Linked DNA regions of Mus musculus: regions 1, 2, 3, 4, 5 and 7 are each linked to region 6. The links are chromatin contacts, called in public HiChIP or PLAC-seq and promoter capture Hi-C maps. All regions are on one chromosome and are shown on one strand. The core of a region is the stretch at or near the end of the contact, and the rest is flanking DNA. Distances in the headings are between cores, read along the strand shown.

Region 1 (3,105 bases), core at 152-2,651, 1.4 Mb before region 6:
GTCTGAAGACAGCTACAGTGTACACATATAATAAATCTTTGGGCTGTTGTGAGCAGAGTTGGAGCAAGCAGGGCTAGAGCGGGCAGAGGTCCTGAGTTCAATTTCCAGAAACCACATGATGGCTCACAACCATTTGTATAGCTACAGTGTACTCATATACATAAAATAAATAAATTAATTAAAAAAAAAGAAATATGATTACATAATTTCCCCTTCCACCCCAGAACTGGGGTTCCTTGAGCTGCCATGTGAATACTGGGAATCAAGCCCAAACCCCTGAAAGGGTAACTAGTGATCTAAAATGCTAAGCCATCTCTCCAGGATCATGCTGTCTAGAAGGCCATGAAATGTACTCACGACGTGTCTATTCCAAAGGTGTCAGCGGTGAACCATTTTGTACATATCCCACACTGCAACTCCACTTCTCCCAACTGCCGCCCATTCTCCTCATCCACAGAGCCCGCCTGGGTATCCATCACTTCTGAAGTGTCTCCGGTACCTTCCTGGAGCCACAGGGCAATAAGAGAATCAAATGGCCTGACTACTTTTTAAAAAAAAAAAAATAGATTAAACATTTTAAAACCAAATCTAGTTCGCCTTCCAAAGGCCTCAGAGGAAATACTTACCAAAGTATCTTTTCCATTAGAAGATTCTGTCTCCAGACCACTTACATCAACCAAGTTTGCATCCCTATAATGAAAAGACAAACATCAAAATGGCCTTTCCTAAACAGAAAAACACAATGGTCCAAATACGGAGGGTATATCTTTTTCATGTCCTGAACGGGATGCCCACGAGAGAACAATCCTGAGTATTAGGAGGGAGGTTGTCAAGCAAGACAAATGTGTTCGCGGCCCAGGGATTCCTAGTGCACTGGGCTAACGACGGGAGGCTGCCGTCCTCAGTGCTTTCAGGACCAAGCATTGCAAGAGGGATCAGCGAGGTCTTCCGGGGCGCTAGAGGGGGAAACGCTCTTGGCTCACACTGGTGCTGATGGGAGCCGAGGAGCCGAGGAGCGGCTTGGAGTCCACAAGCAAGCAGCCAGCGGGGTTGCGGAGGGTACCGGGTGGGCGGGCGGGCCGAGCCGTTGGCTGCGGGACCTGGATCCGGAGGGCGACACCGGGCGGCGCGAGCCGCGGGCTTCCACGAGGGGCGGGCCCTCGCGCGTCCCCGGGGCTGCGAGTGGATTGCCTTACCCACTTTCGGCCTCTCCGGAGCTGGGCTCCGCTCCCGGGGCGGCTGACGGCCCCTCGCCAGCCCCCGCGGCCACCGGCTCTGTCTCTCGGTCCTCCGCCGTTGTGGCACTTGCAGCGGCTCCGGGACCAGGGCCGGCGCTGACTCCCGGACCAGGACCCGCTCCAGCCGCCGCCATCGCTGCTCCTTCCCAAGCTCTCGCGAGAATATATCTATGCGGCGAGTTGCCGCCACGCACGGCGCTCTTAAAGTGGGAAAGACCTTTTGTTGGGGGGCCCGCCACTTACTTGGGAAGGACGCACTTTGAGTCCGCCGCTTTAAGGCCAGAAAAAAAAAAAAAAAGAAAGGAAGAAAGAAAAAGGCAGGGCGCAACTCGGATTGCCCAGGTTTGAAGGGAGCCACTTAGGAGGTCTGTCCTTTGCTTTCCTCTTGGGACTTGAATTATTCAAAACGCCTGCTCATAGTCGTGGCTAAGAGTGGAAATCACGGCACATATGAGGATGTGAGAGACTCCCCTTTACACTGTGCGGAGCAGGCGATCATACTAAAACCCTAAAACGTAGGAAACTTCCAAACAACAACAAAGGAGCACTCTGGCTCACACCTGCCGGGAGCGTCTGTAACTGCGTAGCTGGCCGCCAGAAGCCCCGTTTCCAGGCGGCTTTTGGAGAGACTAGAGGTCTGATTCCAGAGAGCCCGAGGTAGTTGTGGGTGGAAAAGACGTTAGGAAAAGAAACATCTGGCCAGAGGAGGCTAGAAGTGCTGTGCGCTCGAGGAACACGAATTGCTAGTTCACGGAGGGAAGTAGAGCTCCAGGCGAGAGTGCTAGCAGAGGACAGAATTCAGCAAGGTTTGGGCCTTAGCGAGAAGGGCAGAAACGAGTAAGAAAGGGATGTCTGCTGGTAGCTAAACCCCTGGACTGAGTGCAAGCATATGGGTGGGCTCTAAACCCTAGCAAAATAGAAACTGCCGCCTCACCCCCATCCTCCGCGTGTGTGTGCGCTTTACGGATGTGTGCGCATGTATGTGGCATAGTGCACTGGACAGGTGAGAGGACAATATGGTGAGAAGAGCTTTCTTTCCCTCCACTATGTGAGTTCTAGGAATCTAGCTCAGGCTTGGCAAGCAAGTGCCGCCTTTGCCCACTGGGCCATCTCACGGACCATAAATTTGCTGTTTTAAAACAAACACACTTAGGGATTAGAGATCATTGATACTTTGCAGTTGTTAGGAGAAAGTGCCGCCATGACCAAAAATATCTTAAGCAAGGGGAGGGGGGATCTTGGTTGAGGGGGGTTCAAAGAGATAAGAATCCATGATGGTGGGGAGATAAGGCAGCAAGGATCTGAAATGGTGACTATCAGACAAGGCTGAGAGCTCGAATTCTCTATCAGAATCACCAAGCAGACAGGGAGAACTTCAAGGAAGCGGCTTCACTTTTTTCGTGTAAGCTTGCCCCCAGTGACTTACCTCCACCAGCAAACGTTCACCTCCCAAGCCTCCCTAGACATCATAACAACTGTTGTGTGAATGGGGACCGATCCTCCCCCCCCCATGCCCCACCTTACCCTCTCAAATGCATGACTTTTTAGAGATTTCCCCCTTCCATGTTAATATGTCTATTAGGATTGCCATAGTTAGATCTCATTTGGGCAGCCATATTGTTGTGACGTCATGGGTCGTTCCTGATAGCCATCACTTCATGGCACAGGTCCCAGTCCCCTGGCTTTTACAGTCTCTCTGTTCCCCTCTCCCTCAATGTTTTCTGAGCCTTAGGTATGATGTTGGAGATATACCCACTGGGACTGGGTACCCCACAGTTAACCAATCTCTGCGTTTTGACTAGTTGGAAACCCCTGAATAACATATTTGAAAACTGAATACAGCTATTTATAAAGCAAGATCATCTAG
Region 2 (3,107 bases), core at 188-2,687, 2.0 Mb after region 6:
TAGCCCGGTGCCACCTCTTGCTAGACAAGCGTTAGGTAAATCATTTAATGCAATTACATATTCTAAGCCGGCTGGATGGCAAGCAGCAAAGAAGAAAGGTAAAGAAGGGCAGGGAAAGGGAAGCTTCTAGATTATTTCAAAGGTAGCCACAGCACTGGGGCTGTCTGGAACTGCCTGTGATCAGCTTCAAAACAGGTCCGTGTGGTTTATCTTTAAGTTGATGCTCTGCTGGAGTGCAGCGGATCTAGAAAAAGAGTGTGTGTATGTGTGTGTGTGTGGGGGGGGGGGGGGGGGCTCCTGAGCTTATTAGAAGCAGAGAAATCTCTGCTTCTAAATTTCCCTGCTGCTCAGTAGGGCCCGCGCTTCTAAGCTGGTATAAGCACCCGATAGGGAGAGGATGCGCCGAGAGTACAGCCTCCCTCCGGCCAACTGCTTATCCGGCTGGGCACTGCAGGCGCAGTTAAACCCCAGGGTACACACTCCCCAGAGCTCTTGCCCCCTCGCAGATTCTGTAAGGCAAAACCACTGCTGGCTTAGAGCCAAGACTAGGGTCGCCCGAGGGGCTTGGTGCAGAGCGAAGTGACCAGCTTGGATGCTTCCCCCTGAAGGGGAAAAAAAGCGCAGTCTCTATTGGAACCCACGGGCATGCCTCTTTCCCTATGCACTCTCGAACATCACCGTGGGCTCCCACCCAGGGACGAGCTCGCCCAAGAAGGAAAAGTGGAGAGGACCAAGGCGAGAGAGGATATAGGGAAGACGAGTTTTCCAGTCTGCAACAATTGAGGGGCGGAGGGTGGGGAGGGAGGTTGGAAAATCTCAGCGGGTGCAAACTCAAGGGGGGGGGGGGCCCGGTCAGAGCAACCTGTAGGATTACTGCAGATAGCAAACTTGGGTTGAAAGGCAGTGGTCCCCTGGAGCTCCTCTAACACGGTTCCCACTGAGTCGGGCTACGCGCGCGGAGAGAAGCCAGAACAACTTGGGAAACCCACGCCGAAGGTGAGAGTCCCGCTCCCCTCGCGCACCGCTGTCCACCCAGCGCTTACCTCGGGCAGCCGCAGCCCCCGCCGCCCAGAAAAAGAGTCCTAGCCATGGGAGCCACCGGCGCGCCCCGCGGCTGCCGTCTGCAGCCCCTGTCCCCATGCTCCGAGCTCCTCTCAGGATTCGCTCCTCTTCCACGCCCTGGAAGTCCGCGAGGAACGACGGCAGGGAGCCAACGCCAGTAGGTTTCCCCGGAGGTGGTGGTCTGTGGCGAGTCTCTTTTTCCCCACCGCCGCTCCCTACAGCAGCGGAACAGGGATATCAGATGGGCAGCGGGACGCAGCGCGCGCCCCCATCGCCTCCTGCGGCGCCGCCCGCCGTCCCCGCTAAGCGGCCCGCAGCCCCAGCTCCGCTCCGGGTCCGGGACTACCAAACCGAGCCTGGAGACCGCATCGCTAATGAGCCCCGGGGCCGCCTCTGCTCCACCCCTCCGAGCGGCGGCCAATGAGTCACGCCGGGGCGGGGCGATGGGCGGGGCCGGGCTCGGGAGGCGCAGGTGAGTCCGCAGCCGCCGCACGTGCGGGCACCGCCTCCCCGCTGCAGAGGCCCCCGCGCGTGCGGGATTGCAGCGCGCCCGAGCCCGGCGGCCGGAGGCGAGGATGCGCGAGCGCAAGCTGTGCCGAGCAGCCCGGCCTCTTGGAGGCGAGCGCCCAGCGGCAGAATGTGGGCGTCTGGCTTGCTAACTCTGAGTGAGACAGCGGCTTCCAGGAAACCAAGGTTTCGCTCAACTTTGAGTTCCACTTTTACCCGCAGTCCTGGGGAGGACGGGACGGGCGCTAGGGAGAAAAGAGGGTGGGGGTGGGGGGTGGGGGCAATGATAAGCTTCAACTGTGCCCAAATGTGAAAACGAAGAGGGAAATGAATCGAGGGCTTCTGGGGATGTATGGGATCAAATTTTACTTTAAGGAAGCAAAACCTTTTTTTTTTTTTTTTTTTTTTTTTAATACTTGCCGCTCTGGAATCTCAAAAGTTCTCAAAACTGCTTCACATCTGACCACTTAATGTGGTTTTGTTCATTCCAATTCAGGCCCTCGAAATTGCCTTTCTAGTAAGTAAGTAAAGTTCAAAAGGAGACCTGCTCAAAGTCTTCAGAGAAGAAAGAAAGGGAACATTTGTTTAAGCACACCACCCCTCCCTTCCCAGTCCCCTTTTATTAGATGGCTTGATCTTTACCTGATCTTGGAAGGGCCTCAAAGTTGTCTCTTTACCCCATCCGCTGGAGCAGGCAACCAGCTACAGACGACAACCCCCTTCCCCAAGACCGTTGGCTTCCTGTCCAGGTCTCCACAGTCAGACCATGGCTTTCTGTCAGAAGCTTTCAAAATGTCCCCTGTACTCAGCTGGTCAGAAATCTGGGTTCTCAATACAGATGGAAAGCTTCAATTAAAAGACAGCATTGGCAAGTGATTCCTCAATGGCTACCAAGCTCACTAGCCCACACATGCACACACACAAACAACAACAACAACAAAAATCTTGTCCAAGTGCAACCTGCTCCCAAACACCTCTGTATGGAAAAAAAAAATGGTTTGAGGTGGAGAGATTGTTGTGAAGGAGGTAATCACACTAACTTACTTGCTCCCAAAGACAAAGGGGATGATAGACAAAGATTGATTACCCGATAAACAGGTAGGCCATCCCTCTCTGCAGACACCAGGCTTGTGCACGTCAGCGGAAGGAGCTGATTTTTTCCTACAGAGCTCTTGCAGCTCAATAACAAGTTTAGGTCCTGGTGGAGAAAACCAAACCCTGGGGAACAGATACTTCAAAGCAAAGACTGATGTGGGGCCTGGCCAGGGACTTGCCTGGAAATCTCTTTAGAATCTTGGTAAATGAGGGGTTTGTCCTTTCCTTCTGAGAAGGTGAATTGAGAATTAATCTACCAAATACGCCTCACCTGTCTCCCAGAAACTACTCATTCATTGCCTGCCTTCCTGTATGGCTGAAGACTATGTGACAGTCCCCTTACAAATGAGCATTTCTGTTTAAAAAGAAAGAAAGAAAAATTTAGTTATATTTTCAATATTCTATGACCATAGTTAATTCTCTTTATTGTCCCCACAGGGAGC
Region 3 (3,497 bases), core at 132-2,631, 1.5 Mb before region 6:
ATGGGGGAGGGGGGAGAAAAGTATTGTTTGTCCTTCAGTAGGCTCTGAAAGTCATTGACTTGTAAGTTCAAGGGAAAATAGAAGTTGCCAAAGTCAGTATTCGGTCCTTGGTTTTCTTGTGACTTCACTGCGTCCGTTAAGGGACGAGAAGCCTTCCTTACCTGCTGACTGAGCCTTGCTCTGTGCAGATGGCTTTCAAGTATCTGCCATTTTGCCTCAACAGGGAATTCTTGTCAGTTAAAGGGAATGAGGGAATTACACTTTTGTTATCAATTAACATCTCATTTTTTGTACCCTATGGTAAGTAACTGTATTGCCGCTAATAACCAAGTTGCTAACTGATTACAGCTGGCTAAAAAGTTCTTTTTATATACAAAGATTTGTGTATTTTCAACTGCTATGGCAAATTCATTTGTGTCCATTTAAATATTACACAATAAACACATATCTGCAGATCCCACCCTCACCTTGTGTTCTTTGAATAAAGTTCTTGATAGATTGTTTACATCTGTATTTACCTGTAATGAACGCTGTAGACCTGTGAAATATCAAAGTGTCAACATCCATTAGTCAGTCTCTTTAGTTTCTGTGACTTGGCGCTCCTAACACTAAGGGGTTAGTGTTAATGTTCCCCAGGGGTATTCTACTAGGGCATTACTGTTTAATGACTTCAAAATATAGTTTAAGGATTTTGTTTATTGACCAATGTCTTATTGCAAAGTATGAGCCTACCATCTTAGTTAACCTGTACATATCTGTTAACTAGTGTAGTGTATGTGAGATTGCCTGTAACATTTGAGCTTCTTACTGATGTGTGCTGGTGGGACAGGTTTTGTACATTGTATTTACTGGAATCCTGCCTTTTTAACTTACAGATACTTTAGAATTCAAATATGTTTTCTGCTTCTGTAAGAATGTGGGAAAGCTTTTAATGGCATTCCATTGATTTCAGGTCTTGCTTGAGGTTGACTTTAATAAATTGTCCTGTATGGTCTACTTAAGAATATGGGCTGGTTCTTTACCTGTAATTTCATGGTACAGTTTACTGGGAAATGAGACACAAAAATACAACCACTCACCCTCAGCCCAGTTTTTTCCCTTCGAAATGCTCCAAAGACATAGTTTCTTTAAAGTGGGCTTTCTGGTTTGCTTTTGTAGAGGAAGCATCTCTGGAGAATGACGTTCCTTTTCTTGTCCTATAAGCTGATCTGGGTGGTTGGTGAAGGACACATTGCTTTGAGACCCAAAGGTGATCTGTTAGGTGGTACTCATAACACAGCAAATGAGCTCTGAATTTCCTGTAGCCCGGAGGCCCCGCTGGTAGTCAGTCCCCGCGGAGTTCGCTAGGTGGCGCTGGACACCGGGCGGGCGGAACCACGGCGCGCCGGGGCCACGTCAGCGTCTGATCCGCACGTATGGCGGGATGGGGACGGCGGCCCTGGGAGCCGAGCTGGGCGTGCGGGTCCTGCTCTTTGTGGCTTTCCTGTAAGGATCTGTCAACGCTCCCAGGCGTCCCTGGGCGCTCGCACTTCCTAAGCGGCTCGGGGCGGCAGGTTCTTCCGCCGAGGTAGCCTGTCAATCTTCCCCGTTTCCTCCCCAGGGTGACCGAGCTGCTCCCTCCCTTCCAGCGGCGGATCCAGCCCGAGGAGCTGTGGCTCTACAGGAACCCGTACGTGGAGGCGGAATACTTCCCCACCGGCCGCATGTTTGTGCGTGAGCTGCCCTCCCGCCCTCCTCCGCTGGCAGGGACTCCTCCCCTGCCTTGAGTTCCAGGGCTAGGGCGAGGCGTCTGGTGGGCAATCTGAGCCCCGATCTTGGTTAGTGCGCGGCAGCTGGTGCTTTAGGCCAGGAGGGACTTGGTTTTACCGACCCTGTGTTTTACCTTCAGGTCATTGCCTTTCTCACTCCACTGTCCCTGATCTTCCTCGCCAAGTTTCTAAGGAAAGCTGACGCTACCGACAGCAAGCAAGCCTGCCTCGGTAAGTCGCCCTTGTTCCAGTTGTTCCTGTCTTAGTGTTGGCAAGTAGCTATGGGGTTCAGCTACTCTGTACCCCTAAAGTATGTCTTTTTACCCCATGAGACCAAAAAGCAGTACTGATGAGAATGTGCTTAATAACACAGGCGCCACACAGGTGTTCCTTTTTGTTTGTTTGTTTTTTCGAGACAGGGTTTCTCTGTGTAGCCCTGTCTGTCCTGGAACTCACTTTGTAGACCAGGCTGGCCTTGAACTCAGAAATCCACCTGCCTCTGCCTCCCAAGTGCTGGGATTAAAGGCGTGTGCCACCACGCCCGGCCAGGTGTTCCTTATTAACACAGACACCACACAGGTGTTCCCTATTAACACAGGTGCCACATAGGTGTTCCTCAGTGCTCCACTTCTCTGCCCCTAGGCCGTTTGGGTTTTTATTCTGGTTGGGTTCTATCTCAAAGCAATGAAGGCTCTACTCATGAGGTGGTGGCTTACTCTTCTCCAAGCAGATGGCACTAACGGCTTCTTTGCTTTCCAGCTGCCAGCCTTGCCCTAGCTCTGAATGGTGTCTTTACCAACATAATCAAACTGATAGTGGGCAGGTAAGTGAGAAGCCTTGGCACTCAAACCTCCCTGAGCGCCCCCCACACACACACCACCACATTCTCAAGCAGTGTTTACCCGGATTCTCAGACTAGTCTCTCCTTTCTCACCAGAACTCCCTCTCCCTGCCCTCTGCCTGTTCCAAGTGTACCACCTGGTCTGCGTCCTGTCCTGAGTATTTCCCACAGCGACCACCTTTATGTACCTAAAGCTGCAGTATGACTAGCTGCTCTGTGCTAAGATACAATCATATGCTAGAGACTTTCTTGAACATTGGCCGCGTGGCTAAGGCCTTTTTCTCAGTATAAACACTAATCTCACCCCATTACATTATTTTGCCTATGACATTAGTGGTCAACAGATTATTGACATCTACTATTACTGAAAAATACTTCCTGAGAGAGTAAATTATATTTCTTCCAGGCCCCGCCCAGACTTCTTCTACCGCTGCTTCCCTGATGGGCTGGCCCATTCTGATCTGACGTGCACGGGGGACGAGGATGTGGTGAACGAGGGCCGAAAGAGCTTCCCCAGTGGACATTCTTCCTGTATGAGTTTCATGGGAACTACTTAAATACTTACATGTCCATGTTCCGCTCTTTGTGTGTGTGTGTGTGTGTGTACACCTGTACATGTACGTGTGCACACGCAAATGGTATAGGGGCTGGAAGAAGGTGTGTGATCCCCTGGAGGTGGGGTCAGACCAGTGTGAGTGCCACGTTGGGGAACTGAACCAAGGTCCTCTCAAAAGCTAACTGCTGCCGACTCAACTCTTGGCTCCTCCAGCTCTGATACCTACTTTAAATAGAGTTACATTTAACCTTAAAGCTTTGGAGGAATGAGCCATCTCTTACTAGTCATTAAAAAAAATATATTTAAGAGCTACTACTTGTGAGGGGCTGCCCAGCCTTTTACATTGTGACCT
Region 4 (3,350 bases), core at 529-3,028, 1.5 Mb before region 6:
TCCATGTTGAAACAAGTATGTGAGTGGGGATGGAGGGGGGGGGTCAATTCATACCTTTCTAGATGTTATGTTCTAAAATGTTAGCCATGTTAGTTAATCCAGCAACCAGTTGATAACTGTACCAGTTATTTCTAATTTTTGGCCATTATCACTAATGATGTTAAAAAGATGTATTAAATAGTATATGGACATGTTTTCCTTTGTTGTGGTGGTGGTGGTTGTTGTTCATTTTTTGAGACAGGGTCTCACCACGTTGTCCAGGCTGTCCTGGAACTCATTATGTCCATGTGAACCAGGCTGGCTAGTCTGCCTCAGCCTCCTGGGTACTGAGATTAAACACACCAGCCCTTGTTTTTTGTTTGTTTTGTTTTGTTTTTTTGTTTTTTGTTTTTTTTTCAAGACAGGGTTTCTCTGTGTAGCCCTGGCTGTCCAGGAACTCACTTTGTAGACCAGGCTGGCCTCAAACTCAGAAATCCGGCTGCCTCCCAAGTGTTGGGATCAAAGGCATGCGCCGCCACCACCAGCAGACTTTTTTTTTGTCGTTTTTTGTTTTTTCAGCCCTTGTTTTCTATTTCTTGAGTATACTTACAAGTAGACCTGCTAGATCATAAATTAACTCTCTGTCAGAAGTTTTAGGAACGACCCAGCTATTTTCCAAAGCACTGTACTATTTTACAATCCCGTCGTGGATATGTGAGAATTTTATAATTAATTTTCTGCAAGTAAGAATGTTACAAAGGCCAAAAGATGTGTGCCACCATCCTAGAATGATAGCCCCATACGAAGATAAAATAGAAACACACTTTTGGCATGTATGCAAGCAACAAAATGTTACAGGTCCAAACATACTAAGCAAGTCGGTCTCTCAGAGCCTTCTCCATTCAAAAATTGGGAAGCATTAATAACATCTGTCTTGCAGTCTTGCGATGATTAAATAGAACATTAAGGTACTTTGCAACATTGATCCCTCCTGATTCAATTCCAGGCAAAGCTTTAGTGATAAGGAACTAAGTGATCAGCCCGCCCCGTTTCGATCCCTTCCCCGTGGGAGGGGCTGCTGAGTAAGGGCTGGGGCTGCAGCTCCCCGAGCCACGCAGGATAAATTGTTACAGCCCAATCACGCTAACCTACGCTCTCGGGAAAGAGATCCTGCAGCCTGCTACTAAGCTTAGGAAGTCAGCGCAGAATATTTTTTCGTTTTTTTTTTTCGTGGTTAACAAGAACACTTATGATGGCTGAAGTTAAAAAAAAAAGCAAAAACAAACAAACAAACAAACAAAACGAAGGGACAAATGGAACCCAAGCCTAGCTCCCCTCGCATCTCTGGTCCTCGTCTCTGCACCGTCCCCAAAAGAAGAACAAATCAGAGACCCGAGTCCTAACAGACCCTAAGTATAAAACCCCCAAATGTCCTCACCTCTGCCCAAGACTTCCCGACTGGAGCCCCGGAAAAGACTTCGAAGCTTACCTGGTGGCCTCCCCCGGCTCTGCTCGCTTCTGCCCAGGCGCCTCCCGAGGGGTAGTAGCCATCGCCACCTGCGCCTTCGCCCGGCCAGGTGGTCTCGGCCGGGGCGCCCCCGCGCCCTCGCCAGGAAACCGGAGGCTGGGGAGGCTCCGGACGAAGAGGGGGGTATAAGGGCGGAGGTACGTGCACCGGGACATCGCCTCCCCCGGGCCCGTAGTAGCGGCCGTAAGAAGGGCCGTCACTGGGGCCGTAGCCCGAGCGCCTCAGGGCCGACATGGGCTCCGCTGCCGCGAAGCGCTTCCCGCCCCCCACGACCGTCCCATTGCGCAGGCGCCTGCGGGAGGCCGCTATTGGCGAGCGGCGGAGGGGGATAGGACGGCTACAGCCAATCCCGAGCCGGTCCCGCCCCTTGCACGCCGAGCGCGGAACGGTCATGGACGGTACGGGTCAATCCGGGCCTCGGGTCGGGAAAGCGAGGCGAGGGGCAGCGCTCGTCACGCGTGAGGAAACGCCTATCCTCCGCCCTTCCGACCTGGACTTCACTGCACTGACTGGAGGGGAAGAGAACGTGGTCGGCCACCGACTGGCAACACGCCCGGCACGCCTCTTTCGGCGGACGGGCAGGCGATACCGGAAGTGGGTGGGGTCACCTGAAACGCTTCCGGCGACTAGCGGTGTCTGAGCTGCAGGTGAGCGGCCGGTTCCCGTCCGCGTCCCGCCGACGGGCGACTGGACGCCCTCGCGGCCGTCCGGTGCAGCCTTGCGAGAGCTCAAACATGAACTATATGCCCGGCACCGCCAGCCTCATCGAGGACATCGACAGTGAGTACCTAACCTCTCCCTCGGGGGAAGCCTGGTGTGGGACCCCTTTTCGAGTGGGCGTCCCTCGACAAGGGCCCAGAGAGTGATCTCTGGGCCCGGGCGGGGTGGTTCTGCCTTCACAGCCTCGGACGGAGCCTTTTCCCAAGCTGCCTTCTCTGTCCTTGAGCGGGTAACACCTCCCCGCCCCCCGCCCCCCAAGCTGTGAAACGCCTTCCGAGGGGCGCAGCATCCGACTTGGGAACGTGAAGGGCAGAGCACGCGAAGGAAGTCGCCTGAGCCACTTCGCGTTCCCAAGTCGGATGCTGCGCCCCTCGTAAGGCGTTTGACAGTGAATGGATGGAGATTGCTTCTAGAAAGGACTCACCAGACCCGACAACAGCAGTTGAATTTAATTAGCAGAGAACGTAGGCTTTCTGTTGTATAGCCACTAGCACTCTCCTTTTTCTGTAAGGGTCATTAGCACTTTCAGATTAAAGTTGTAGAGACAGGTGCCGGACGTAATAACGGGATTTTCTGCGAATGCTAAGTCACTTCAAACTTACTCTTTTCTGTTTGACAGTTTTGCTTTTACTAAAAGGAGGTTAGTCCTGTAAAAATAAAGAGGTTACAATTTCGGTTTTAAAAGGTTTAATTTATTGTGTATTTATGTCTCGTCTACATGTAATTAAACCACGGGCATATTGGTATCCACGAAGCCAGATGACTTTCTCTTCTTGGGATCCTCTGGAATTGGAGTTATGGACCGAGTTACAGAGTCACAGTGTGGGTGCTGAGAAAGGAACTCAGATCTTCTGCAAGAGCAACACGTGCTCTTCTGAACCATCTCTCCAGCCTCCACTTTCATTCCCCCGCCCCGAATTCTTACCTGTGTATGATTCCTTGAATATAACTTTTTTTTTTTTTTGGTTTTTCGAGACAGGGTTTCTCTGTATAGCCCTGGCTGATCTGGAACTCACCTTGTACACCAGGCTGGCCTGGAACTCAGAAATCTTCCTGCCTTTGCCTCCCAAGTGCTGGGATGAATATAACTTTTAAAGCAGCATTAAAAAAACAAACAAACAAA
Region 5 (3,249 bases), core at 446-2,945, 1.5 Mb before region 6:
TACACACTTATACACACACACTCACAGTCTCATACAGATACATACATAGATTTTTTCTGAAGTTTTTACTTGGATTAAAGGCAAATTAATAGCAATTATGATATATCCTCACTAACACTTTGTTACATGAGAACAAAAGCGACATGTTAGCTCAGTCTGCAATGTGACGACTCTACACACAAACTTTCTGACTAAAAAGTCAAACACAAGCTAGAATAGAGAAAAATACTTGATAACTATGCAGAAATTTAATACAGTTTTAAAAGGATGAAAATGGTGTAATTCTGAAATTTCATGTTAGTGGCTATCACAGTAGAGGATATTACTTGTTAGTTTTTATTAGAGTCATCAGTTTCTTCCTACCAGAGCCATATGCGTCTTCCAGCTGCTGTGAATCCTCAGAGTTGAAAGGAATCCAGAGCTCCTTGGAATCTAGTACCTTACAATAAAACCAATGTGGAGAAACGGGTTCATAGGAACTACTGGCGTCCATGTCTATGAGTTCGAAGGAACTACAAGAGTTCGGGGATGGGGACGGATCTGACTGAGACAGCTGCTCCTGGTGTGATTCCCCCGATGACATTTCGCTCTAGAAGACAAAATAAAAAAAACTATCAGGAGAATTATTTTGCATCTATTAACACTGTAATGTTCATATGCTCAATAACCATTTTTGGAAGCTGTTCTTGAAAACAGCAATATTTAAAAGCTACATAATTTTTATACACACACAATTATTTGGGGAGAGAAACAAAATGTTCAGCTCCATCATTCTATACTGAGCTTCCAATTCTCCTTAGAAAACTAAAAAATGTCTAATCATACAACAAGCTCTTTAGAAAACCCAGAAATGTCAAGAAACACACGGTCAAAACTGATTGCAACAGGGTGTTTTACCACAATTTTCACAATAAAAGTAGCAGCACCAGCGAAGGCTGGAAATTTCCTACCTCCAGGTGTGCACACTACAAACCATTTAGTGTGTCAGACAGTAATAACAGGTAGGTTTAAGGCCCCAGGCTCTATTGTACATTTCTAATTACACACACATTTACATAACTATTGGAATCTTACTATACAGAAAACAGAACTAATCGCTTAAGAACCATTTTGGCTGATCCTCCCAGTGTGCTTCAATACGGGCTCTGGTACATTTAACGCCCAAACAGAAACTTTGCCTGCAGGCTATAGCTGCGCATCGACCCACCGAGACGCAGAGCCAGAGTTTCGGATGAAAAGTGACAAATGACCTCAACTGCCCCCGGGGCGATGGATGTCGGGCGAGTTCCCACCGACCCCAGCACTAAAGCACCCGGCGGACTAGCGCTGCAGACATAGAAGCAGAACCCAAAAGCCCAGGACGGGAGATGGACGAGCGGCATCGCTGCACCGGGCACGGTCGGACCGCACAGCTCAGGAACCAACACTCCCCGGGCCTCCCCGTTATCCTCCCGAGACCTCGGCCTGCTCCCGCCGCCAGCTCGGGGCTCCGAGTTCGGGATCTAGGAGAGCAGCCGAGCCGTCCACGGATGCCCCGGGATACCGTGCACACTGGAGCCTCTCCACCCCCGGCTCGCCCCGGCCCAGGCTCCCGCGCGGACCTGGACTCGCTCGTCCACACCGCCGCTCGCGCTCTCAGCCCTCGCGGAGGGAGCCCGGGCCACATCGCCGCTGCAGCCTACCTCCCAAGCCGGGCGGGGCGGACGGGCGGAGCCTGCGGCCGCGCCCCAATCCCCACACCGCGGGCTCCTCAGCGCTCCAGCGGAGGAGAGCAGTGCGCCCGCGGAGGCTGCGCTCCCGGTGAGAGCCGGAGGCGCAGAAAGATCCTCCGAAGTGTCGCGAGATGTGCGGTGAGGACTGGGGGACTCGCGCGAGACCTGGCTCCTCCTGCGGGCAGACGTCGGGCGCCGGGCACGCGCCGGGCACGCGCTAGGGGCGTGGGGGACACGCACGGGAGGCCTTGCCTGCGCTGAGGCTTTGAAGGAGGAAAATCGGACCTTCTGACCCCTCATGGGTCCCGGCAACCCCGGTGGGCAGGACTGGGGTGACTGAAGGCTCTGTCTGTCTGTCTGTCCTCCATTCCCTCCCTCTATTTGGATTGAGAGGCTGTCAAAGTTATCCCTAAAGCCTAAGAGGTGAGTCTGACAGAATACGGATGCTGTAAGAGGCAGCAAATGAGGTTTTTGTTTGTTGGCTTTTTTGTTTTTTGTTTTTGACCTAGTTGATGTAGGGTGATGGCGGTGGCTATTCACGTAAGCCCAGCGCTCTGGAGACTGGCAGGGCTAGAGATGCGGATTGTCGCTGGAGCGCCTGACTAGCAGGTGCCACGGGAAGGAAAGACAAGAGGCTTTGCTGGTTTCTAACTTGATTATAAGACAAGGCTTCGAGATTTTTTTTTTCCCCCAGAAACTGAGAAGGAACAAAACGTGGACTTTTTTTTTTTTTAAAAAAACCACATAGTCTCTGCAAGTCAACACCTACACACCAATATCTGCACGTTAATGTAACACCATTTTTTGTGTGATTTTTTTTGTTGTTGTTTTGTGATGGCCTTGCTATGAAGCCCCATATTGGTCTCCGACCTTTAAAAATTACTACATTTATATATTTGTCTGTGTGTGTGTGTTAGGGTTTCTGTTCCTGCACAAACATCATGACGAAAAAGCAAGTTGGGGAGGAAAGGGTTTATTCAGCTTACATTTCCACATTGCTGTTCATCACCAAAGGAAGTCAGGACTGGAACCCAAGCAGGTCAGGAAGCAGGAGCTGATGCAGAGGCCATGGTGGGATGTTCTTTACTGGCTTGCCTCACCTGGCTTGCTCAGCCTGCTCTCTTATAGAACCCAAGACTACCCGCCAGGGATGGTCCCACCCACAAGGGGCCTTTCCCCCTTGATCACTAATTGAGAAAATGCCTTACAGCTGGATCTCACTGAGGCATTTCCTCAAGGGAGGCTACTCTCTCTGTGACAACTCCAGCCTATGTCAAGTTGACACACAAAACCAGCCAATGCAGTGTGTGTGTGTGTGTCATGTATGTGCTGCTTCATGTGTAGAATTCAGAGAATAACTTTCAGGTATCAGCTCTCCTTTCACTGTAGGGGTCCTGGGAATCAAACTCATGCCTTGTCCCAAGGGATTGTGCGTGCAGTCACGCTAGGCCACACTGGAAACCCTCCCCCCATTTGGGGGGCAGGAGCAGGGTGTCCTTAACACTGATATTTTAAAACATTTTAGATTTATTTTACT
Region 6 (3,375 bases), core at 555-3,054:
TAGCTGTGGCTGTAGGCTTGTGGGCAATCATCTTTAACTCCTCAACTTATCCAAGTGCCTTAGGGGTAATAGAACACTGTCTTAGTCAGTGTTCTATTGCTGTGACGAGATACCATGACCACTGCAACTCTTATAAAAGAGCACATTCAATTGAGGTTTCTTGCTGTTTCAGAGGTTTAGTCCATTGTCATCATGGCAGGGAGCATGGTGGCACACAGGCAGACATGGTGCTGGAGATGTAGATGAGAGTTTCTTATTTGGGTCTGTAGGCAGCTGTAAGAGAGAGCCACTGGGCTTGGCTTGGCCAATTTTTTTTTGTTTTTTTTTTGTTTTTGTTTTTGTTTTTTTGTTTTTGTTTTTTTGAGACAGGGTTTCTCTGTGTAGCTCTGGCAGTCCTGGAACTCACTTTGTAGACCAGGCTGGCCTCGAACTCAGAAATCTGCCTGCCTCTGCCTCCCGAGTGCTGATCCCCCAACCTTCCCTTCCCGAGTTCTAGGATTATAAGCTTACAAAGTGCCACCACGTTCAGTTTTTATGTTGATGCTTCGGATTTAACCGTGGACTTAGTGTATACGTGGTAAACTGTCTACCAAGTGAGCTGTGTTCCAAGCTTCCCCTTCCCCGTGTTTTTTTTTCTCTCTCTCTTTCACGGTTTAAGACAGCGTCTTAACATGTCTGGCCCAGGCTGTGCATCAAACTCGCCACAACCATGTCTGCCCTCAGCTTTTCTGTAATGCTCCTGTCTCAGTTTCTCTGAGCTAGCATGCCCAGCTTAAGTCTCTCTCTCTTCTTTCTGTGTCTGAGACAGGGTTTTGCTGGGTAGCACAGGCTAGAATCCTCCTGCTTCAGTCTCCTCATTGCTGGGACAAGTGTGGACCACTTGAATGCTGAACTTGGATGTTGGACTTTATAAACAGGCCCTTCCCTGAAATCGTAGTTCCAGGAAATCTGGGGCCTCTAGAACAACCAAACAAGGCAAAAAGCAAAACCCCTTTCAACATGCTTCTCCCAAAGGGAGGAAGGTGGCCCAGTGTGTTCTCTCAGGCCAGCCCGGACAACAGTGAGAACAGGGTTCTGGCCCTCCCTCGGCTGTCAACTTGGGATCCTCCTAGGGCTTCAGCCTCCTCACGGTCGGGATTATAGGCATTTCCTACCATATGGAGATTGATTGACACAGACACTGTAACCGATTGGACATGCATTTTCCCTTCCCTCCCTAGTGACTACCAGACAAAGTGCTGGAGTGGAACCCAGTCCAAGTACTATGCGGATCTTTGACCGGTTAACTCTAATCCTCCCAGCCCACAGTACGCAGAGCTTCGATCCTGCCCATTCCTCATCAGATTTATATTCGGTTCCTAGCTGGCTGGCTAGGTCCCTCTTACTCTTCCACTACTCCTTCCAAGTCCAGGAATGTGCGCTGTGCAGCCGCTGCTCTGACTCCTAAAAACTGTAAAACTGTAAAAGCTGTAGAAACGTTAAGAATGGCGAAGGATCAGCCCACCCTTTCTTCTCTGAGGATCGGCCTGGGATCGAGAGGTCACATCCTAATATAGAAAGCAGGCGGTCTGGTGCGCTGAGACGCTGCCACCAAATCGGAGAGTTCTGCCACCGTCATCCCTACCTAGATCTTCCCAGAGTCTCGGGGAGGAACCAGGGAACCCAAGGGGCCCACACTGGGGTTCCTGCACTGGAGAGGACAGAAGCTGCCTAGGTCAGCAGCTGGGGAACCACTTGCAGGCAGCGGGCTGGGGCTGGGTGGGGCCGGGCGGACCGCAAGTCTCAGGGGGCGTGGAGCCCAGGCGGAAGGGGCGGGCCGGGCACGAGAAGGGCTGGGCCGAGGTGCCGCGGGGTTGCTGGAGGGTCGTGGGCGGCGTGCAGGAGACATGTCGGCGGGCAGCAGCTGCAGCCAGACTCCCAGCCGGGCCATCCCCACTCGCCGCGTAGCCCTCGGCGATGGCGTGCAGCTCCCGCCCGGGGACTACAGCACCACTCCGGGCGGCACGCTCTTCAGCACCACCCCGGGAGGTAGGCGCTGGCCGGGGTCACGGGCGACCTCGGGGGGCTGGAGGATACGTCGGGATCCGGAGTCTCACGTGCGACGGGGAGGGCGGCATTCGAGGGGTTCGGTAGCTGGCCAGAACGGACGAGGGGCGTCGGGAAAGCAGAAGGGTCACCGTCTCGGTTGCTCGCCTTCTGGGTGTGGTGGAGCGTGGTCTGGAACCCGGCTGCAAACTGCCTGCATTATTAGCCTTTTCCTGGGAGATACGGCAGAGTGCCCTGAGCATACAGATAGGCACTCTGCCAGGACCACCATGTGCTTAAGGGCGACCTCTGTGGGTGTCAGGGCAGTTTGGGGTGGGACAAGATCAGGGAAAGAGGCTGGCCTGGAGATTAAGTTTAGTTGATCTCCCTTGGAATAAGTGACGCCTGCACACTTTTTTTTTTTTTAACCTTTCCGGAGGCAGCCCTCTTTGCTTTGGACACTCGCTCATTAATGGAGGCTGGACGCTGAGGGTGCTTCTCTGCCACCTGTGGCTTGTGTTAAGAGAGAGATTCCTGCAGGGGCGGCGTCTGGTGTAGTGCAGAACAACACGTTCCTCGGGCCTGGGGGGCAGGGCACAGCGTTGAACTGGCCCAAGTGGCGGAGGATGAGGAAGAGGAAGCTGAGTTGGCGCGGGTGGGGGCCGGCCTCCGGGAACCAGGCATTCCCAGCTTGCCCTGGAGCCCCAGTATAGACGCTGATGAAACCTACCCGCCTGTTTGCATGATGAAATCCTCGTGGCTCACTACTTCCCTCCCAATCCTCGCGCCGCTCCCACCCACTTTTGCGCTTCTCCCCTCCCCGGTCTCCTCCCCCAACTACTCCTCTTACAACTCAAAAACAAGAGGAATCCTGGCGCGGTGATGAACCTTGGGCTACTGCTGGCGCAGCCGGGCCACATGCCTATTTTCTCGGGCAGCTGTCCCTGCACCAGGGAGCACAGCCAGATCCCAGAACCAAGGCACCGATGAAGGGATCTTGGAGCTCAGTCAGTGTCCACTGGGTTCTGTGATCTTCAGGACACAGCACCAAGGCCTCGCTGCTTGAGCACGTGTCTGTTGTGCATCGTCATGCTGAGTTCCTACACTCAGCAAGAAGTAGCAAGCAGGGCAGGGGGAGAAAGCCGGCTCCCTCTTATTAGAAACGGCCCAAAGGAAAAGTTTTCTGCAGGCTTCTGGCCTCCCGTTACTGGAGTTCTTCAACCCCGCTGGCCACTTTTTAGTTCACGCTGTTGCCCCTTTGTCTTTTCGCAGAACTTTGTGTTGAGCACAAAGTTTCACAGAGAGTTGAGTCCTTTTAGGCGAGGTGTGAATCAGGGTGTATTTTTTATT
Region 7 (3,261 bases), core at 527-3,026, 1.2 Mb before region 6:
TTTTGAACTCACAAAAGATCCACCTGCCCCTGCCTCCCGAGTGCTGGGACTAAAGGTATGCACCACCACCAACTGGCTGAAAACGCCTATTTTTAAAAAATAAAAGTTAATAAATCAACAATTTCAAATTTATGGTGTGGCAAAATGTGGTCTTCTAGAAAGTATCCAAGGTTTAACTTAAAAATTAGCCTCCCCCATTTACTTAGTAAGATTCTGGAGTTAGTATTTTTTTTTTAAACATGCATTTTAGTAGGAACTAACCTTTTAAACTCAAATTAGGACTGGGGATGTATCTCAGGAGGTAGAACACAGGCGCAAAGTCCTACATGTGATACTTCAACACTCCCCCCAAAGTCCAAGGAAGCATTATGAGTTATTGTCACTACAGAGGGACTTGTTAGGCAGAGGGAGGGCCTGGCATGTGGAGATGCCTGCCTAGCATGAGGGAGAGAAGGCTCTGGAATCTGACAGTTGCCTAAGCCAGAATATTAGCTTTACAACTTCCTGTGTGAAGTCATTAATCTGCCTGGATGTTGGTTTCTTCATTTATAAGATGAAGATAATGTTACCAGTCAACTTTGGAAGGCAACTTTGAGAAGGAATAATTTTGAGTACTTAAAACCTGCATAGCATACTGTATGCATGCTAACAATCCAGGGAACAGTCTCAAAACAACAGTATGACTGCAACAACTGGCACTTCTGGAGACTTCCATGAACTGCTCAGTGTGGCCAGCCTTGACTTACATTCTTTTCTTCTTCTCTATACTAATCAGTTACTGACAGCAGACATTTGTGGTACGCAGTTAACCTTGAAATTGCATCCCTTATGTAAGAATATGGGGAAAAGAATGACCTGCTAATTTTATATATATATATATATATACATATGTATGTATATATGTATATATATATATCCTATAGTTTGGAGAGAGGCACGGCAAACACGGTCATTTAGTTCTTCGGAAATCAGCCATCCGAAGAACATAATTCATAAATCAGAGGAAAGTTCTGAAGCTATGGGACCCCACAACCAATCTCAAGTCATCCAACTGCAGAAACCTCTATAATGCCTTTCACTCATTCCTGAAAGCCTGGCAAATGAGTCACCTAAAGGGTTTAGGTAGAACTACAAAAAACAGTAAGTACTTTTTGACAAGGAACTAGGGGACATGGAAAGGAAGACAGAAGGGATGTGCACAGTGGCCAAGATGAAGGAAAGGCAGGAAAGTTCTCTCCAGGCAGCAGAAGGCACGCAAAGGCCCGACAGTGTTTGTAAAGAGCAGATCTGGCCGCTTAAGTGACATTATCCCATAGCGAGCTGTCAAAAGGGCGCCTTTCGGATGATGCACGGCTCTCAGCAGGGCAGCACTGCGGGACCACGGAAGTGTCACCGCACCCTAGCTTCAGAAGAGCGCCGCCGCAGCCTGCGGCCACCCGGGGCTGCGCGGCGCGGACTCGGAGGGCGCCCCCGTCCGCCGAGCTGCGTCGTCGTCGCTCGCACTCAGCCCCGGGCCTCTGGCGCCGCGGCCCGCAGGAGGGCGTTACCTGTACAAGACATAGGTGGGCGAGTCCAGGCTCAGAAACCCGTCGTCCATAGGGGACGCCGCCGCTTCCCCGGCCTCAGCCGCCATCTCTTCTTCCTGCGGCTGCTGTGCTGGCGGCGGCGGAGGCGGGGGCGGCGGCTGCTCCGGCTGTCCCGGCTCGCCGCCTGCCGCAGATTCCCCGACCCCCTCGGTGGCCGCCATCTCGCCTCCGTCCGCAGCAGAGGTGGTGGTGGAGGCCCCGCCCCCTCCGCGGCCCGCCCCGCCCCCGGCGAGGCCCACTTCCGGTTCCTCGGGTCCTACCATAGAGGCGTGGGGTAGAGGGCCCGGCCCGGAGGCCTGGCCTGAATACCTACTGTCCTCGCTGCTGTGTTTCCAGGGCCCCCTTCCCGAATGCAGGTTTTCAGAGGCCTTTAGGTGCTAATTGGCAAGCAGTGTTATTAGTTGTTGTTTCCTTTGTTGGGTAACTTTTCTGTTTCCTTGCTTTTGTTTCTTTTTCAACGCTTAGGATGGAACCGGAAGACTTGCACATGCTAGGCATGTGCTCTACCACTGAGTTACATCTCCAGTCCCCAGCGGCCCCCTTCTTTTGGACCATCTTAGGAGTGTGAAGAATTGCAAACGGTGCACAGCCAGCCACCTCTTTCCCCCCTCAGGCTTCCACTTTAACCTTAAAAGGGTCTTTACATTCTTTCACACTTTACATGTTTTTCAGTGCTAGGCGTTTATATAATCCTATAATAAAATAGCAGCATTTTATTAATCCGGGGGGTGTCTTTGGAATTAAATTTGGATCTGTGCAGAACTCCTTTCTAAATATAGAGAATAGATATATTCAATTAACAAATATTTACTATACAATAGGCACCAGGTTCATTCGCAGCAGCGCAAAGACCATAGTGTCTGGTCACCATATATTCTAGGGAAGGTTCTTAAATCAGAACCGATTGAGGCAAAGTGGGAATAAAAGAGACAAATGTCTTTATAAGCATACTGTCCTTTAATTAGAAAAAAATCCAAGGATGGTCATGGGCCTTGGAGGTTTTATAGGGTAGAAAAGGGACTTTTGGGATTCCAACAGAGGTCGGTATGTGATCTTAGCTGAAGTTTCCCCACATCCTAATAGCCCACAGGTGTTATCAGTCAAACCAACTTTTCTGTGCTGAGTTTCTCAGTGCAGCTGTGCTAGTGATCAAACCCAGGATTTAGAAATGCTAGTATTGGCTGGGCAGTGGTGGCACATGCCTGTAATCCCAGCACTTAGGCAGAGGGGCAGAGGCAGAGGCGCAGAGGCAGAGGCAGAGGGGCAGAGGCAGAGGGGCAGAGGCAGAGGGGCAGAGGCAGAGGCAGAGGCAGAGGGGCAGAGGCAGAGGCAGAGGGGCAGAGGCAGAGGCAGGTGGATATATTATTTACTCATTACCTTGTGGTTTGTGTGTGTGTGTGTGTGTGAGAGAGAGAGAGAGAGAGAGAGAGAGAGAGAGAGAGAGAGAGAGAGAGAGAGAGAGAGAGAGAGAGAGAGAGAGAGAGAGAGAGAGAGAGAGAGAGACTGAGACTTACCTGCCAGAAGGGAGCCCACCTTTGGGGGAACTTAAAAGAAATTCCCTTTGTTCTCTGGATTCTCCCTTAAGACCTTCCATAGGTTGGGAACTAGGGTGGAATGGATTTGTATTTTCCAGTGCAGATGAAAGTTCTGTTTATTCGAAATGTATTCGGTAAGT

The links. Promoter capture Hi-C pulls out the DNA fragments that hold promoters and counts their contacts. HiChIP or PLAC-seq counts read pairs in DNA pulled down with a chosen protein or histone mark.
Region 1: a contact with region 6 is called in a promoter capture Hi-C map of pre-B cells, with 3 times the contacts expected there. The contact joins the promoter of Ash2l here to the promoter of Eif4ebp1 in region 6. A contact is called at or near these places in 5 of 39 promoter capture datasets (the C10 cell line, the HPC-7 cell line, hematopoietic stem and progenitor cells and 2 more), 1 of 484 Hi-C or Micro-C datasets (B cells), 1 of 115 datasets of contacts at active chromatin or transcription factors (large pre-B cells) and 1 of 9 other capture datasets (embryonic stem cells).
Region 2: a promoter capture Hi-C map of hippocampal neurons shows a contact between it and region 6, with 8 times the contacts expected there. The contact joins the promoter of Unc5d here to the promoter of Eif4ebp1 in region 6. A contact is called at or near these places in 1 of 39 promoter capture datasets (hippocampal neurons) and 3 of 115 datasets of contacts at active chromatin or transcription factors (astrocytes and embryonic stem cells).
Region 3: a contact with region 6 is called in a promoter capture Hi-C map of the 3T3-L1 cell line, with 2.9 times the contacts expected there. The contact joins the promoter of Plpp5 here to the promoter of Eif4ebp1 in region 6. A contact is called at or near these places in 2 of 39 promoter capture datasets (the 3T3-L1 cell line and pre-B cells).
Region 4: a promoter capture Hi-C map of pre-B cells shows a contact between it and region 6, with 3 times the contacts expected there. The contact joins the promoter of Bag4 here to the promoter of Eif4ebp1 in region 6. A contact is called at or near these places in 6 of 39 promoter capture datasets (the 3T3-L1 cell line, the C10 cell line, the HPC-7 cell line and 3 more) and 2 of 115 datasets of contacts at active chromatin or transcription factors (cardiomyocytes and embryonic stem cells).
Region 5: a contact with region 6 is called in an H3K27ac HiChIP or PLAC-seq map of embryonic stem cells, with 4 times the contacts expected there. The contact joins the promoter of Ddhd2 here to the promoter of Eif4ebp1 in region 6. A contact is called at or near these places in 2 of 39 promoter capture datasets (liver and pre-B cells), 4 of 115 datasets of contacts at active chromatin or transcription factors (the 230-238 cell line, embryonic stem cells and large pre-B cells) and 1 of 9 other capture datasets (liver).
Region 7: a promoter capture Hi-C map of pre-B cells shows a contact between it and region 6, with 2.3 times the contacts expected there. The contact joins the promoter of Fnta here to the promoter of Eif4ebp1 in region 6. A contact is called at or near these places in 2 of 39 promoter capture datasets (pre-B cells and stem cell-derived epiblast-like cells) and 1 of 115 datasets of contacts at active chromatin or transcription factors (large pre-B cells).

What each region holds. Positions count from the first base shown.
Region 1 is chr8:25,839,386-25,842,490 of GRCm38.p6, forward strand. Ash2l (ASH2 like histone lysine methyltransferase complex subunit) reads right to left here and starts at 1,402. Exons shown (of 16, transcript NM_011791.3): 1 at 1,197-1,402; 2 at 627-690; 3 at 358-503. The coding sequence starts at 1,372.
Region 2 is chr8:29,218,199-29,221,305 of GRCm38.p6, forward strand. It overlaps Unc5d (unc-5 netrin receptor D), which reads right to left and starts at 1,438. Exons shown (of 18, transcript NM_153135.3): 1 at 1,044-1,438. The coding sequence starts at 1,140.
Region 3 is chr8:25,718,667-25,722,163 of GRCm38.p6, forward strand. Plpp5 (phospholipid phosphatase 5) reads left to right here and starts at 1,382. Exons shown (of 7, transcript NM_028000.1): 1 at 1,382-1,485; 2 at 1,601-1,709; 3 at 1,889-1,979; 4 at 2,508-2,571; 5 at 2,996-3,120. The coding sequence starts at 1,424. Nsd3 (nuclear receptor binding SET domain protein 3) reads left to right here. Exons shown (of 23, transcript NM_001081269.2): 23 at 1-1,001.
Region 4 is chr8:25,783,431-25,786,780 of GRCm38.p6, forward strand. It overlaps Bag4 (BCL2-associated athanogene 4), which reads right to left and starts at 1,779. Exons shown (of 5, transcript NM_026121.3): 1 at 1,469-1,779. The coding sequence starts at 1,741. Lsm1 (LSM1 homolog, mRNA degradation associated) reads left to right here and starts at 2,161. Exons shown (of 4, transcript NM_026032.1): 1 at 2,161-2,287. The coding sequence starts at 2,242.
Region 5 is chr8:25,752,585-25,755,833 of GRCm38.p6, forward strand. Ddhd2 (DDHD domain containing 2) reads right to left here and starts at 1,696. Exons shown (of 18, transcript NM_028102.1): 1 at 1,602-1,696; 2 at 364-589. The coding sequence starts at 583. It overlaps Gm17484 (predicted gene, 17484), which reads left to right and starts at 1,896. Exons shown (of 2, transcript NR_154462.1): 1 at 1,896-2,135.
Region 6 is chr8:27,258,523-27,261,897 of GRCm38.p6, forward strand. It overlaps Eif4ebp1 (eukaryotic translation initiation factor 4E binding protein 1), which reads left to right and starts at 1,805. Exons shown (of 3, transcript NM_007918.3): 1 at 1,805-2,028. The coding sequence starts at 1,887.
Region 7 is chr8:26,013,834-26,017,094 of GRCm38.p6, forward strand. Fnta (farnesyltransferase, CAAX box, alpha) reads right to left here and starts at 1,777. Exons shown (of 9, transcript NM_008033.4): 1 at 1,548-1,777. The coding sequence starts at 1,747.